2 separate regions of the Mus musculus genome follow, and region 1 is linked to region 2. Evidence: chromatin contacts called from public HiChIP or PLAC-seq data. All regions are on one chromosome and are shown on one strand. The core of a region is the stretch at or near the end of the contact, and the rest is flanking DNA. Distances in the headings are between cores, read along the strand shown.

Region 1 (5,806 bases), core at 974-3,473, 530 kb after region 2:
TCTATTTCTAATTATAATTCATTAAAAATTGTGTGTTCTGTGAACGTTTTTAACTAGCTGGAGTCACTGATGGTATCTGCCAGACCGAACCTTCTGAAAACACATACAGCTCTGTGAGAGGTGCCATGGAAAAGTGCTTAGATATACACACTGACAGGTATGGGGAGAGGCAGCAGGGAGAGGAGCATTAATTAGAAAATGTGCTTGGGTGTCAGCCCATCAGAACCAGAACAGCTGGAGCTGGAGGAGGAAGACGTGGGCGGGAGCTGCACCTGCTCTCCAGCGCAAAGTCCTCAGAATAAATCCGCACACAGGATTCATGCCTGTGTGCGTGCATGTGAGTGAGTGTGTGTGAGTGTGTGTGTGTGCGCCTGCCTGTGTGTGTCTCTGTATATGTGTGTGTGGCTGTGTGTGTGTGTAGCTATGTGTGCCTCTGTGTGTGTGTGCCTCTGTGTGTATGTGTGCCTGTGTGTGTGTGTGTGTGTGTGTGTGTGTGTGTGTGTGTCTGTGTGTGCCTCTTGTGTATGTGTGGCTGTGTGTGTTTGTGTGGCTGTGTGCACCTCTGTGTTTTCAATGTTCTTCCTATTTAAAATCTCTACTGGGTTGGGGAAATAGCTCAGACAGTGGAGCACTCACTGTGTGTGTGTAGCTGTGTGTGTGTGTGTGTGTGTGTGTGTATGTAGCTGTGTGTGCCTCTGTTTGTATGTGTGTGTGTGTGTGCCTTTGTGTGTGTGTGTGCCTGTGTGTGCCTCTGTGTGTGTGTATGTGTGTGTGTGTGTGTGTGTGTGTGCAAGGGTGCATGTGTGTGCACATGCCTGTATGGAGACCAAACGACAACTTTGCCTGTATTTACTGACCCCACCTCTCTCACTAGCCTGGAATTGGGCCAGTAAGCCCCAGGGATCCTCCTATCTCTGCCTTGACAGGACTGGAATTAGAGGCACATGGCACAATGTCAAGGCTCTTCATATGGCTGTACAGATTGAGCTCAGGTCCCCTTGTGGGTGCTCCACTGACTGAGCTATTTCCCCAACCCAGTAGAGATTTTAAATAGGAAGAACATTGAAAGCACGGATACATGCTGCCTGTGTGACACTCCAACTCTACCACATGGATGCTCCTGCAATCCTCTACCTGAACAAAGCACCTGCTTCTTACGGTCACCCAAGAACAGGAGAGGAAGGCCTGACTAGTCATCTGGAAAGATAACACTGAGTCCATGCCACACAACCTGTAAGTAAGTGTATACTAGATGTCTCGAAGTCAGACTCCCCTACCCTCCCATTCTCTTGTTCCCTCCACCTCTCCCTCCCATCTCTTCCCCTTTCTTTATCTCACTCTCTGTGACCAGGAGGAACTCACAGTCTTTATGGCCCCAGTCTGCTGAGTGCAGAGGTTGCAGACATGGGCCACCACACTTACTTCCACAGAGCTCAAGGCTTTTAACAGTAACACCAGAAAGATACGGAAAAACCAAAACTATGAAAATCCTCTGAGGATGGAACAACACCGCAGAACGACAGACGCTATTCTGAAAATGGAATTGAACTTTAAAAAGAAATCAGTTTGGGCTAACGGCTTAGTAAAACGCATGCTTCATAGGGCGAGTAGCCGAGCTCCACAGTCCAGAACAAGCCAAGCGTGACAGCGTGCACTTGAAACCCAGCACTAGGGACACAGATGGAGAACCCAGGACTCACTAACCTACTTGGAAGATCCCAGACCCATGGAGAACCTCTCTAAAAGAAGGGTTGCCCTAAACACAACTGCACACACAGGAATGTGTGCAAACACCGACACAAACTAAGAAGCCCTGTTATTATTACCTACATTATAACACATTCTATATAACATATAGTATATAATATAATGTGCAATATGTGAATATGTATTCCTTATGCTAAAAAAATAAATTATTTCAAAGAAAATGTAAGAAAACTAGCTACCAAATAGTCAAAGAGCTCACTTCTTACTATGTAACGGTTGAACTCAAATTACCGGATATGACCTTTCATAGCAAAGGAAATACTGGTGGCTCAATCATATGGAAAAGTTCTTTTCCTCACACATGGCAGAGAAAAAGTGCATTAAAACTCTAGCAATATTTTTAAGATCAACAAACTCCAAACACAATGCTAAGGAGAAAGGCGTTCTCTGGCGTTGCTGGTGTGCTAACAACATCACAGGACAGCATTCGTCATGACTCAGAAGGTCCACTCCTAGCTGTTTACTTTCTTCCTTCACGTTAGAGATGACTGCAAACATTAGATGTTTAAAAATAGAGTGAGGTTGGTTATGGTCACACAAAAGAATGCAGAACCACGGGGATGTGTGTGCATTTGTTTCCCTGCATCGAGCTGCAAATATCACAGGCTGGAAGCCTTCTGCCATGTGCTTACAGGAATGGGTGAACTGAGGAACAATGTCTAACCAGGCACATCTACAGATCCCTGTCGCCTTAACCTTCCTCAGCACCCAGCAAGCGCTTACTGCTCACAGGGAGGGAAGGGCTGAGTGAGTAGGTCTGCTGTCTTCTTACCACGTATGTATCCAGTGCATACATGATGAAGATTTTGGATGACAGACAGGCTGAGCTAATGGTACTTTGAAAATACTTTAGAAACAGGTGTTTCACACATGCAAACTACACTTGATATTTGCATTTATAAGAAATGTGTTTACCACTTCACAAATGCATCAAAAGGCTTTATAACTATATGTCTGCCCAGGCTGTGCCATGTTTTACATATATATTATTCTCTATTCCCTTAAACATTATATTCTTAAATGTCTGAGCTGTGCCAAATCTCAGTGTTGCTGTGTATTTTTAAAGAAAGCCAAAGCCAAAATGATTGTGTATCTGAGCTGTAAAGTTTCACACGGGTCCCCGCAATGGCTGAACTTCATGGGAAGCCACACTTGTAGACTGCCTGATGTCTCAGGACACCTGACCTAATCAGAAGGATGTATTGACTGGGTTCAGAAACAGGCCAGTTTCCAAGAGAGATGGAGCCAACCCTGCCATGCTGTGGATGTCTCTCTGCTTTCCCGTTATACAGAAAGGAACTTTCAAATAGCTGGCCAGCTCAGTGTCCCGCCTCTGCCCTCCTCAGCCCCTTTCTGTCTGTGAAACCCCAACCTTCACTAGGTCATAGGAAGTTATTCTGTTTTATACTGTGTGTGGAGTGGGGGGTGTGAGGTGCCTAACCCTAGAATCACACACAAGTTAATTTGATCTTTAAACACAAATCTGTTGTCATATTGCCTTTTGAAACTAGCCAAGGCAATGTCTCCCGAGTCCACAGACTATGATAAATCAATGTGCACCCATTCAATGGTTACCATCACATTGTTAGCAAGATTTAGAAACACCTAGCAGTGCTCTTGGATGTATCCATGAGGGTGTTTCCAGAGACATTTGACCAAGGAAGGAAGAACCACCCTGCCTAAGGTGGCTCTGGCCCAACAGCTGGGGTCTCCACCTGAATAAAAACGAATGAGCTAAGCACCAGCATTCATGGCTCCCTGCTTCCTGTCTGTGGGTGCAAGGGAACAACCACCTCGGGCTCCTGTGGTCACAGCTAGACACATGTCACCACACTGTTCCCACCACAGTGGACTGTGTCTGTGAAACATCAGCCAAAGACATTCAGGGAGGGCTTCCTCCTTAAGTCATTTTGTAGAAATATTTATCTCAGTGACGAGAGAGTAACAAATACATTTATTATCCTGTTTATCAGAAACAAATTTCCAGGCCCTGATGACAAAAAAGTCAAAGTCCCTGCTTTCAGAGTCTCCATTTTGAACAAGAAGCAATCAGTAAAGAAGTGAGAAACAAGAGATTTCAAATAGAAGAAATCTTATGATATGAAGATAGGTTTACAGATGATTGAACTATATGACTGAATATGAACTATGAAGATATATACTGATATCACATGATGTAATATGGTATGCAATGATGGTGTGACATGATGTGATGATATGATAATATGGAAATATATGAATCTATGATATGATATGAAGATATGGTATGATTATAAGGCATGATGTGATATATGATGAGTGTGTGATATGAAATGATATGATATGCATATAGATGATATATATGGGCGATAATATAACATGGCATGATGATACATGTTACATGATGAAGCTATTACATAATTGAAGTTGTGATGGCATGGTATAATGGGATGTAATATGATAATATGACATGATGATATATAATATTGTGTGATGATATTTATGATTATATATATATAGATTTTATATGTGGCATGATGATAATAATATGGTGACATATGGTGATATATGTGATGGTATGTGATATATGATATAATATAATGTGATATTATAATAATATGAAATAGTATAATATATAGTAATATAATATGACATGATGCTATGATATGACATGATGATACAGGACAGAATAGGATAGTATACAATCTAATGAGGTGATACATGATGATACATATCAAAATATAGTGTGATATTATACAACAATATGAAATAGTATATGACATGATATATATGATGATATAATATGACATGATATATAAAACAATGAAGATATCATATATTATTAAATGATATGCTATAATGTGATATTATAAATAAATATGATATATAAATGAAATTATATATGATAATGCTGTAATGTAATACATGATGACATGATATGACAGGATGATGTATGATATGATGTGATGATATCGTTCTGTGATAATATGACCATGTCATGGAATATGATATTATATGGCATCATCTTTCCATGAGAGTCTTTTTTAAGATTCATTTTGTTTTTTAACTATAGTTTGTGTGTGTGCATGTCTGGGTTTGTATATGTGAGTACAGTGCCCATGGGGGCCAGATGAGGACATCTGATTCCCTGAAGCTGGAGTGACAAGCTGTTGAGAGCCATCAGATGTGGGTGCAGGTATAATACCCAGGTGCAAGAGCAGTGCACACTCTTAACTGCTGAGCCCTCTCTCCAGCATCTATGAGTGTCTACTTGACAGTTGTATCCTAGCTATTGTTTCTCGAACCTAATGAGATAAGAGCCATGCTTGTGATGGCATGAGCTGGGATCAAATAAAAACCACAAGGAAAGTATAAGCCGCAAGGAAAAGAGCCCACTGTGAGGGTGACAGAAAGAATCCACTCTCATGAAGAAACTTTAACAGAAATATTTTTGTTGTTTTTTGAGATATAGTTTCATGTAGTTCATAATATATAATCTAGCAGACCTTAAACTCCTGATCTTCCTGCCTCTGCCTCCCAAATGATGGGACTTCAGCTGTGTACCTCCACAGAGAGTGACTGTAGCACGAGACAGAAGGGACCAACTGGAAGAGGAAGATGACAGCCAGCCTTGTGTAGATAAAGCTGAGACACTGTGCCAAAGCCTAGCTCCCTGTCGTCTTCTCAGCTGCGGATCTGGATAGAACTGGTCTATAACTTCTGATCACATGTATTCTTTTAGCATACAAAAAGGAACTAAGCTTTTCTTCAAAACCATTCAGCTTTGGCTAGTACAGAAAATGAGATCTTAAAGATATACTACTTAGGCCAGTGTAGTTTCGGTGATTATTTATGCCCATGGCTCCAGTATCTTGCCATGAAATAACTGATCTGGGTACACTGTGAGCACCTCCAAGTTCATGTTTACATGATGAGCACCGGGGAAGTCCCCAGCCTCCCTTAATTCATGCATCTTTCATTAAATATGTACAAGTGAAGTTCCCAGCCTTCATTAATTCATGAATCTTCCTTAGTTTGCAACAAAGGTTCTCTGTGTCTT
Region 2 (5,298 bases), core at 111-2,610:
CCTGGCCCTAAACGTCCTATAAATAGATGCAGAGACATCTGTGAAGGGCACAGTGTGAGTGTGGCAGACACGGACTGCGTCAGCTCTCGTCCTGTAGCCAAGGCTTCTCTGACTCCCTCGCGCCTCACATTCTCCAAGCATTAGGCAATGGAGTGCTCGGTGCTGCCAGGCGTTCCCTTCTCAAGGAGCCAGGGGCTCATTCGTTCTCCCAAGGAGAAGTGTGGCAGGGTTTTGTTTTTATTCTCTAAAACTAACTCTCCAGGTCTCCTTCAGCATTTTTAGCCCTCACTTTAGGCAGTTTTCCAAATGCCAAACTGGTAACTAACTGTACAGGCAATTCCTGTGCTGTTGCAGGGAGCTCTGGGCAGCAGGGAAGGAGGGTGAGAAGAGCACTCTGGGCCATTAAGTGGTCTTTAAAGAAACAACTGAATTCCTTTTCCAAAGACACAAAGTGTTAGGTGAAACTACAGAAACCCACCCCTTCCAAGTGACTGGGATCAGAGGACAGAGTGGTAAGAGCCCACAGAACACTGTCAGGAGAACAGCCTGTGTGTCTTGTTTTTTTAGGACAGTAAGTTAACGTGGGGGAATTCATTATTTTTAAGGTAGAAATTGACCACCACTCTAAGAACACTGAGAGTGTTTTCAGCCTGCGTTAGCCCCGCAGGATAGCAGTGTGGTTCTGCCTTGCTGGCCTACTACCTCACAAGGCTGGCCTACTACCTCACAAGGCTGGCCTACTACCTCACAAGGCTGGCCTACTACCTCACAAGGCTGGCCTACTACCTCACAAGGCTGGCCTACTACCTCACAAGGCTGGCATACTACCTCACAAGGCTGGCATACTACCTCACAAGGCTGGCCTACTACCTCACAAGGCTGGCATACTACCTCACAAGGCTGGCATACTACCTCACAAGGCTGGCGTACTACCTCACAAGGCTGGCATACTACCTCACAAGGCTGGCATACTACCTCACAAGGCTGGCATACTACCTCACAAGGCTGGCGTACTACCTCACAAGGCTGGCATACTACCTCACAAGGCTGGCATACTACCTCACAAGGCTGGCATATTACCTCACAAGGCTGGCATACTACCTCACAAGGCTGGCATACTACCTCACAAGGCTGGCCCTGCTCAAGAGCCCTGCAGGGAGGGTCAGAAGCTAGGTCAGCCCGTGTGTCTGGCCGGTTCCTCAGAAACCGTTCGGAGTTTCAGGAGGCGTGTGTAGCTATGTTCAGTGGGGACTCAGGGACTGTCCTTTGCAACATGCTGATTTAAAGAACTACAGTGTTAGGTGGCACCACGCCACTGCGTTAGGATGCCCAGCCAAGCTTGCATTGACAAATAAGTTTGCCTGCCTGTACTTCCCATTGCTGCCTCTGAGAGCAGAGGAGCCACAGGGTGCAGCTAGGAAGGCGTGTGGCTTTGTCCTTAGTTGTCTGCGACATCCTCGGTGGCACTGAACCGTCCTGAGAGGCCTTTTAAGTGCAAAGCTCCCAGCAATCTCCTTTAGTGCACGCAACCAAGTTATGAATTAGGTTGCTTTTGGTATACCTGCTCCATCATCTTGGCTCCGTCTCTCAAACATGACTTACTGGTCTCAGGAGAAAAAGCAGCCTGACCTTGTTTGTGGCAGGTGAATCACTTATAAGCGAGCTGTTCATATTTTACAGGTGAGTAAACTCTTTAAGGACACCAATCAGAGTACCATGCCATAAATTCCTTAGCCCTTTATTCATTAGTGATTACATGACCTTCAGAGGTCTCATTTAAATTAATCTTCTGAAAAAAATGCATAGCCTCAGAACCTTCTAGTAGAGCTCCTAAGTCTACAGTTCTCCTTCCTTGCTGGTTCGGTTCTCATGCAGAGCCTGCTACGTGTTTTGCATTAGAGGAAACCCTAGTACCACAAGTGTTGAGAGTGAGGCAGTGATTGCAGCAGGGCCGCTGATCACATCCGTGTGCTCACCGAAGCCTGTGGCGTCCTGTCCGTAGTCCTGCTGTGTACTGAGGCCGGGCCGGGAAGCCTGCTCAGCAGTGCAGCTGCCGAGTGACTCTGTAATCACATCACAGCGCAGAGTCCGGCCCACAGCTGCCTCCTGGGCAGCAGGACTAGAGTGTGGGCTCTGTGCACAGGGCTATGGTTGAGGCTTCCTGCTGGGGGTGGGGCACGTGCATGGGGATTTGAACGACTGGGGATGGGTTTATTTGCATCCCTCAGGTTACGCAGGGGAGGATTAGATGGCTTACCTGGAATTTGCTGCTGAAGAGTTTTCCATTATTGCTGTTTTCTGTAATTCTTGACTAAATACCTTGAGATTCCTTTGACTTTTACCTTTCTCCCCTTCTTTATAAGATGCAGCTTTGCCTGTTGATACATTCCACAGAGCTGGGGTGTAGCTGTACACTCACCAGCCTGCCTGGCAGCCACCATAGGACATAGTCACTGTGGAGAGCATGGCCTCCCTGTGTCTTTCAGGTGCAGAAGCAACCCCCCTTTCTTTTAAATTCATTTTTTTACACTTCATATTCCATCCCCCCATCCACCCTCTGATTACTCCACATCCCACCCCTCCTCCCCACTCCTCCTGTCTCCACATGGAGGCCCCCACCCCCCACCCCATCTGACCTCTAAACTCCCTGGGGCCTCCAGTCTCTTGAGGGTTAGGTGCATCATCTCTGAATGAACACAGACCCAAAGGCCTCTACTGTATGTGTATTGGGGGCCTCATATTAGCTTGTGTATGCTGTCTGTTTGGTGGTCCAGTGTTGGAGAGATCTCTGGGGTCCAGATTGGGGCTGCTGGTCCTCCTACAGGATCGCCTTTCTCCTCAGCTTCTTTCAGCCTCTCCTAATTCAACAACAGGACTCAGCTGCTTTTGTCCATTGGTTGGGTACAAATATCAGCATCTGACGCTTTCAGCTGCCCTTTGGCTCTTTCAGAGAGCAGTCATGCTAGGTCCCTTTTTTGAGAGCTTCATAGCCTCAGTAATAGTGTGAGGCCTGGGACCTCCCCTTGAGCTTGAGAATACACCCAAAAGATGCCCACCATGCCACAGGGGCACGTGTTTCACTATGTTCTTAGAGGCCTAATTTGTGATAGCAGAAGCTGGATCCAGATGTTCCATGACAGAAGAATGGATATAGAAAATGTGGTTCATTTACACAATGGAATACTACTCAGCTATTAATAATGAGGACATCCTGAGTTTGCAGGCAAATGGATGGAACTAGAACATATCATCCTGAGTGAGGTAACTCAGAGCCAAAAGAACATGTGTGGTATGTACTCACTAATAAGTGGATATTAGCCTAAATAAACAAATAAATAAAGTTAAAAATACCCAAGATACAGTCCACAGAACTCAAAAAGCTCAACAAGCTGAAGTGCCCAAGTGAGGACGCCTCAGTCCCACTTGGGAGAGAGAAGAAAACAATCACAGGTGGGGAGGGAAGGACCTGGGAGGAAAAGTGGAGGGGGAAGGGGAAGTAGAGGGGAGAGGGGAACCTGATCTGGTGTTGGGTGAGGGAAAATGACTGAAGCCCTGAGGGCCAGCCGAAAGAATGGAAACAGGCAACTTCAGGATATAGGTTGGGGGGACCCCCCAGAATGTACTAGAGACCTGGAAGATGAGAGACTCCCAGGACTCAAGGGGAGGGACCTTAGATGAAATGCCAGACAGTAGGGAGAGGGAACTTATAGAGCTCACCTCCAGCAGGAAGACAGGGCATCAAGTGAGAGATGGGGTTGCCATCCCACAGTCACAACTCTGACCCATAATTGTTCCTGTCTGAAAGAATTACAGGGATGAAAATGGAGAGGAGCCTGAGGAAAAGAAGGTCCAGTGGCAGGCCCAAAGTGGGATCCATGGTTTTGTTTGTTTGTTTGTTTTTTAAGATTTATTTATTTTATATGTGTGAGTACACTGTAGCTGTCTTCAGACATACCAGAAGAGGGCATCAGATCCCATTATAAATGGTTGTGAGCTACCATGTGGGGGCTGGGAATTGAACTCAGAACCTCTGTAAGAACATTCATTGCTTTTAACCGCTGAGCCACCTCTTCAGCCCCTGCAGAAGCATCTAATTTTACTGTTACCTTTGATGGACAACAGAATAGCTTTGCAGTCTCACAACTCACTGTAACACTGTTTATGTTTTCATAGGGCTGTTTTTTTAATATTATTGTCTTATATTCAGAATATCTATTAAATCAGGTTTTCTCCATGAAGACATAATTTTAAAGAAATTTTTCTTTCTGAGAGTGATGATAGAGAAGAATTTTCACTTTATCACAAGTCAGCTTGTTAGGTTTCTACATTTGAAACAGTGATAACAAACTTCATGTCCTATATTTTCTTTTAAAAAAGAGATATATTACTTTTTATTTTACATGTATTTGTGTGTGCCTAAGTATATGTATGTGTACCACATGTGTACAGTGCCTGTAGGGGCCAGAAGCAGGTGTTGGATTCCCCAAAACGATAATTGCAGGTGGTTGGAAGTTGCCTGATATGAGTACTGGGACCTGAAGTTGGTTCCTCTGCAAGAACAGTTTGCACTCTTTGCCACTGAGCCATCTCCAGCTCTTGAAGCATGTAATTTCTATGAAAAGACAGATCTGGTAAAAGAGCATACATTTTACAGATTGTCTTTCCCTCTGTTCTGAATGGGGCTGCAGGCCTTCCCCAGACCATCCTATAGAGGACGTTAGTGAGAAGGGAGGGCTCAGTCTCCTACCCTCCACAGCTGTCGTGCAAGAAACCTATGGATGGAGGGTTTAGTGGTGATATCCCGTGCCTCTGGTAATGAGAAATGGTTTTGGAATAGTCTGTGTGTCTGTGTATAAGCCCACACACATGTGTGTATGTTCAGTCCAGTTCCACTTCCTAATCCATGTTGCTTTAATGGAAAATATTTTTTATTCTTGTATTTGGTTTAAAGGGTTATTTGATGAAGTTATTTTCAATACAGCTTGAAGAGAAGTGTGTGGTTACAGTTTGTACAGCAGATTTCAAAGGGCCGGGTGTGATACTCCATAGGAATGGCATGGGAGAACAGGGCATTTTCTGCAGTTCAAGTTGCCACAGTAACTGGCAGCAAGACACACTTGACTTGGCATCCAGGGCTAGAGAATTTCAGTGACAATAAGTGTCCTGATTGCATTCATCATCTTTATTTTCTCCAAGAAATGAGCTTTTGTGACCTAATTATGTTATTTCTGGTTTTAGAAGACCAGGAACAGTTTGTCTGTTTTAGCATTTTGAAACTTCATTCATTGAGTAAAGCTG

Evidence for each region. HiChIP or PLAC-seq counts read pairs in DNA pulled down with a chosen protein or histone mark.
Region 1: a contact with region 2 is called in an HNF4G HiChIP or PLAC-seq map of pancreatic cancer cells. The contact joins two enhancer-like sites. A contact is called at or near these places in 2 of 115 datasets of contacts at active chromatin or transcription factors (fibro-adipogenic progenitors and pancreatic cancer cells).

The regions. Positions count from the first base shown.
Region 1 is chr6:146,302,633-146,308,438 of GRCm38.p6, forward strand. All of the region lies in intron 34 of Itpr2 (inositol 1,4,5-triphosphate receptor 2), which reads right to left. Among named protein-coding and RNA genes, the nearest start is that of Gm35596, 86 kb to the left of the region's middle. Within about 2 kb of position 2,224, at least 8 of the 459 cell types and tissues checked have an H3K27ac peak or open chromatin away from gene starts, as enhancers often do. A contact at or near this core is called in pancreatic cancer cells, where this site is marked.
Region 2 is chr6:145,768,756-145,774,053 of GRCm38.p6, forward strand. The region is part of intron 1 of Rassf8 (Ras association (RalGDS/AF-6) domain family (N-terminal) member 8); the gene reads left to right. Among named protein-coding and RNA genes, the nearest start is that of Gm15704, 23 kb to the left of the region's middle. Within about 2 kb of position 1,361, at least 56 of the 459 cell types and tissues checked have an H3K27ac peak or open chromatin away from gene starts, as enhancers often do. A contact at or near this core is called in pancreatic cancer cells, where this site is marked.